Regions from separate parts of the Ovis aries genome. Here region 2 is linked to region 1. Evidence: chromatin contacts called from public Hi-C data. All regions are on one chromosome and are shown on one strand. Each heading gives the region's core, a stretch centred on a gene start, on an enhancer-like site or on the middle of the called end of the contact. The rest is flanking DNA. Distances are from core to core; before and after follow the strand shown. Region 1 overlaps EPHB1 (EPH receptor B1). Region 2 holds the start of EPHB1 (EPH receptor B1).

The links. A called contact is a pair of places that touch in the nucleus more often than the background predicts.
Region 2: a Hi-C map of hypothalamus shows a contact between it and region 1, with 6 times the contacts expected there. The contact joins the promoter of EPHB1 here to the enhancer-like site in region 1. A contact is called at or near these places in 2 of 16 Hi-C or Micro-C datasets (hypothalamus and tail adipose tissue).

What each region holds. Positions count from the first base shown.
Region 1 is chr1:254,761,961-254,764,660 of ARS-UI_Ramb_v3.0, forward strand. The region is part of intron 12 of EPHB1 (EPH receptor B1); the gene reads right to left. Among named protein-coding and RNA genes, the nearest start is that of EPHB1, 430 kb to the right of the region's middle. Within about 2 kb of position 1,306, at least 5 of the 54 cell types and tissues checked have an H3K27ac peak or open chromatin away from gene starts, as enhancers often do. A contact at or near this core is called in hypothalamus, where this site is marked.
Region 2 is chr1:255,194,035-255,196,734 of ARS-UI_Ramb_v3.0, forward strand. It overlaps EPHB1 (EPH receptor B1), which reads right to left and starts at 1,360. Exons shown (of 16, transcript XM_027960197.2): 1 at 929-1,360. The coding sequence starts at 986. It overlaps LOC105604319 (a long non-coding RNA gene), which reads left to right and starts at 1,039. Exons shown (of 4, transcript XR_006057184.2): 1 at 1,039-2,700.

The sequences.
Region 1 (2,700 bases), core at 56-2,555:
GGGGCAGTAGAGGGGCAGAGAACAATACCACTTCTGCCCTGAGGAGGGCGCTTTGCGCGGAGTCCAGCAGGGTAATCAGCAGGGATGGTGGGGCTTGGTCTCTCCTCGTGCAACCCCCAAGCCTGGGCCTCGCTCTCAGTGCTCCTGAAAAGTCTGCCCCTAGAGAGCATTTGGATTAACTGGTCTAATCTGCTTCAGATTCTCCACACTGTGCCTACCCAGAGGCGAACTGCTGGTCACCCAGGGAGGGACCCAGTACCCCTCAAGGACCTGCTGAGCAAGGATGTGTCTGCCCAGCTGTGAAACAAAAACACCCCCCACCCCTCACCCCAAGAGGGTCGGGTGGGAGAGTGAGCTTCTTCGCCCTCCATCCAGGGATGAGCAGGGCTTAGGAGGAGGCTAGCCAGTCACCCCGATATCTACCCTTCCCTTCCTGGGCTGATCCAGTGCGCAGGGTAGGAACTGAGCTTTTTCCTGGAGCCGCCATCATCACAGCTTCACTGCTGCCGGTCAGCCTCAGCCCCACCCTTAGAAACCACAGTTCTCTCCTTTTCTAGGCAACCTGCTTGCCTTGCCCTGGACCAGGTCTCGGTGGCTCCTGTCTCTGCCAACAGGCTGTGATGGTGCCCCACTTTGCCCCAAGGGTCGCCCCTGTGACCTTCAGGTAACCACGCTTCTCCCCTTCTAGTCCTGCCTCTGTCTGCGAGCTTCCTGCTGCTCTGAGGCGCGGCTGCACCTCGCGTGGCAACCTGGCGAGGCCTCAGACAGTGAGCGGTGAGGGCAGGGGCCGCAGGGCGGGTGGCTGCCCCGTCTACGCGGCCATCCTGGGGACCTCTGTCCCGCTCTGGCAAGCCTGTGGGGTTTATTCCTCGACCTCACTGAGCTGACTAAGGCCTTCCATGTTTTCCTTCCTCTCTGTAAGCATCGACAGACGGGGGCAACTCATTTTCACAGGTATACTAGGTCTTTTCCTTATTCACAGGGTAATATGCTGCCTCACCAATGTCCGCTAGCCACGCTTCTCGCCTCTCTTCCTGTTCCCACCCTCCAGCAGCTATTTTAAAATAATCAGTCACATTAAATAGCTGAAGTTCCCCTGGCCTTCTGAACTGCCCTCCCTTCTTGGCACGGCTTCTCCCTCAAACAATCCCAGCAGTTATAACCAAGTCACTTAACCACTCTGTCTTACCGTCTCCACCTGCCAATAGGGATAATAATGCTTAATTATCTCAGAGGGGCGCAGGAGGCGCTGCTGGCTGCTGCTGGCAGCGTGTGAGATGTGTGAGTGAGGCTGCTCTGCCTGCCTCCTGGCGGGAGCCTTGTTCTCCAGGCCGCCTGTCCTCTCTGGCAGCAGCGAAGGAGGGCAGGGCCAGCCCCAAAGACCATTCCGGGAGGCGGGCTCCTCCAGAGCCCCTCCTTAATCAGTTACAGGAACCAAGGGAGGCAAGGATGGTGGCCAGGGGCCCACACTTGACAGAAGGTGGAGGGGGCACTTGAAAGCGGCTTCAGTTCCTAATCCCAGGCTGCCTTTTCCTCATAGCAGATAATGAGAAAGAATGGGGACAAATGTCCCTGAATATGGAGGCCAGGAACATCTTGTCTATCCAAAAAGGGAAAAAAAGAATTGATTTCTGTTTCACTTTTACAGAGCACGGAGCCACTAGCTTCATCATCACCTCTAGACTGTCCGAGTCCCAGTGAGTTCAGGCCTACAAAAGACCATGTGAGTCTACCGCATTTTTGATGTTTGGGGAGCCTTTGTTGCGATATAAGAATACTAAAGTGTACCTCAAAGTAAAACGATGAAAAAAAAATATGTGTTGCTTTCTTTTTCAAATAAAGCATTAACAAGCACAGTGTACTGAGTAGGCATAAACTAAGAAGATTGGTGGTGGTCCCCACATGAGGAGGGGGATGGGGAGGTGGGAGGAATCCCACAAACTGTGGCAGGAGTATATACAACGGCAAAAAAGTTTTAGGAAGTGAACTTTTTTCCTACCCAAACTTGAAATATGCAGTTCTTAACATCACCATGAGGGGCAGCTGAACATCATGTGCTCAAATGTGGTACCCTGAGAAGGACATACCATCATTTATGTAATGCATAAAGCATAGCCTAGTTCTAAGCATGAGGAGAGATCAGACAAACCCCAAAAGAGGAAGCTTCTATTCAAAGTAGGGGCAGTATTCTTTAACAATGACAATACCATAAAAAACAAAGAAAGGCTGTAAAAGTGTTCCAGATTAAAAGAGACTTTATCAAATGACAACGAAATGCAATATCTGATCCTGAACTAGATCTTGCACTAGAAGGAAAAAGTGCTAAAAAGGACATTGAGGGTCAGTTAACAGTATTAGAATACAGACAGTAGATTTAATAAAAGTATTTTATCCATGTTAAATTACTGAAGTTGACAACTGTACTATTACAGTTATTAACCGAATATCCCTATTCTTAGGAAATTCAGAAATATATACTGAAGTATGTGGGATACTTCATGGGAATAAAAGCCATGATATCTGCAGCAGGCCTTCCAAGAGTTTAGAAAAAAACTTGTTTGGTGGGGAGCAGACAAATAATAAAGAAGTGGGGTGAAATGATAAGAACAAGTGAAAAATCTGGGCAGAGGTTATATGGATATTATTTGTATTATCTTTGGAACTTTCCTTTAAGCTTGACATTGCTTTAAAAATTAAAAA
Region 2 (2,700 bases), core at 110-2,609, 430 kb after region 1:
CTCAGCTGCGAGGAATGGGGCGGGAGAAGAGGGCGGGTGGCGGGAGGCGGGAGCGGGGCAGGGATTTCCCACAGGGATTCGCGGGCGCCGCCGAGCGCGGAGCTCCCTGCTGCGCCAGGCGCGGTGCCCGCCGAGCGCGCCTTCCCCGCCGCGGCGGCGGCGGAGGCACAGTCAAGGCTGAAGTAGCCGGGAGAGCAATGCTGCGAATAGGTTACCTTTCCCAGCCAAGGGGGAGACTGGGCGACTTTCGGCAGGACCAATCACCCACCCTACCCCACCCTCGTTTTCAGGTGCAAGAGGCCACAAAGGTGTCCACTTCTCCCCGACTGACTCGGAAAGAATGCAGCCCGTAGGCTCCCGGACCACCAAGCTGTCCCCGAGAGTCGGGCCATCTAACTCAGCCCCTATCATTCGGCAGCGACTTGCAGGGTACCAGGGCAGAGCATCTCCGGTCCCCGCGCGCAGCGCCAGCCTGCCGAGCCGAGTCCCGGAGCCTGCGGACCCGGAGCGGGGGAAAAGGAGAGGTGGCGCGCGGCAGCCTAAGGGCATCGGTGCCCGGGATAGGAAGGGAGCGGACAGACGCCCGCACTCCAGCGGCGGGACGGCCAGAGGCGCCCCTTCTTCCCCAACGCCCAGTTGCGCCGGAGCTCAGGAGCCTGCACCGCAATGCAGCGGGCTCCGTGCTCCCCGAGGCTGCGGGCGACCAGGGCTGCTAGGGAGCGCGGGAGCCAGGGGGCTCCGCGAACCAGCTGCGGGTGCCGAGAGCCAGCCGGGGGCGCGCGGGTGGGTGCCGCCCCAGCCCCGCGCTCGGTCGTGGCCGACGCTCTCCCACAACCCGGCCCTCGGGTCTCGGGATGAGGGCGACGCGTAGCAGCCAGAGAAGCCCCGGGGATACAGCCGTCAACTTGCTCCGCGGAGGCTACGTTACCTTCCATTGCGGCCACTGCGGATGCCAGGAGGAGCAGCAGCAGGAAATCCAGGGCCATCGCCGGCCGGCGGCCCCCAGGCCGAGCCCGAGCCGAGGCGGCCGCGCGGGGAGGGCGCCGCGTCCCGGGGCGCCGCTGCGCTCCCCGCCGGTGGCTTCTCCGTATCCTTTCGCGCTCGGGCCGGGACCGGACTTCCCGGAGCGCGGCGTGGGCGTGGGCGGGAGTGTGCGCGCGTGGGGCGGTGCGGGCGCGCGTGGTTGTGGGTGTGCATGTGTGTGTGTGTGTTTATGGGAGAGGTGGGTGTGTGCGTGCCTGTGTGTAAGAGAGAGAGGGCGAGGGAGTGCGAGCCGGGTAGAGCGCGCGAGTGCGTGTGCGTCCTGGTGTCACATTGCGAGCTACAGCCGAGCCTACGAGAGGACGGAGCCGGCCAGACTGAAGGGGGAGGGAGCGGGATCCCCCACCACCAGCTCTCTCCCCACCCCTAACACCTCCTGTCCAATCAAGGAATCAAACCTGCAAAATTCCCCCATCCAATCAGGCACGAGCACCTCCTTACACTGGCATTGTTAGTTTAAGAAAAACTTTTGCTTGCAAGGCTGTGCGGGAGGGCTCGGAAGGCGCTAGGAGGGGTCGGGGCTCCCCCTGGTGGTGCTCTCGGAGAACCGCACAGGCCGGCCCTAGCTCTCCACGCCCTGATTTAGGGGGCCAAGGGAAGGAACGGACCCAGGCCCTTCCCTTTACAGCCCACCAGGTTTAGGTGAGCTTTAAATAATCAAATTTTTCTTCTTTCATCTTCTCAGCAAGACTACGCTGACTACCCTGTTTAATGCAAGCCCAATGGTACACCTTATTCCTCCTGTCCATAGCACTTCACCTAACATGTGGTTTTATAGCTATCCTGTTTATTGTGGGTCTCTCCTTACTAGAATGGGGTCTTCATTCCTGGGATTCGTGTGTGCTTTGTTCACTGCAGAATAGCCAGTGCCTAGAACAGTGCCTGGCCCGTCGAAGGTCATGGCGTGCATCTGCTGACTGAATGAATGAGGTTCAGAGAATCTGGGGGCATCAGCCCAGTGTGCAGAGCAAGGGATATGCTTCCTATCCAGCTCCCTGCTGCTCTCCTCCCCAAGAAGCCCCCGACTTCTCACTTCCCCATGTGTTCTGTGAACGTCCGCTGAGGGCCCCAATCCCAGAAAACAGGTCAGGTGGGAATGACCAGCGGTCACATAACCCCCTAGAGGGGCGTAATGCAATAGGGACAGTGGAGAGCTCTGCAAGGAAGTGGGCAGGGGAAGGCCCCCGTACTGTGGGGGAAGGACTACAAGGACTGCAGAGGGGGACCGGGCATTGGAGGCAGGAGTGATTCTCCCTAGCCCAGCTTCCCCAGCTCTGCTTTCTTTAGCCAGACGGCTTAAGATCAAGGACCTGCCCCGAGGCTGTAACGCTATGCGGGAGAAGCGTCCTCACTGTACCGCCCCCCCGCCCCCGCCCCCGTCTCCAAACCTGCTGATGGTCTCCTCCTTTAGGATCAGCGACGACCCGTTAGGCCACCCCTCCCCACGACAGTCACCTCTTTCCCACCAAGCCTTTCCCAGATTTGTCAATGACTTGACAGTGGGCAAATGTGATGGCCTCGTCCATGCTCCCTGCTCTCCTCTTAACAGCGTTGCCAAACCAAGCTCCCACCCTGAAATGTTCAGTCTCTCCTCTGCTTGGGACTGCTCCTATTCAGTCAGTCCTAGCCAGACTCCTATCTCCATTCTGACATTGTTTT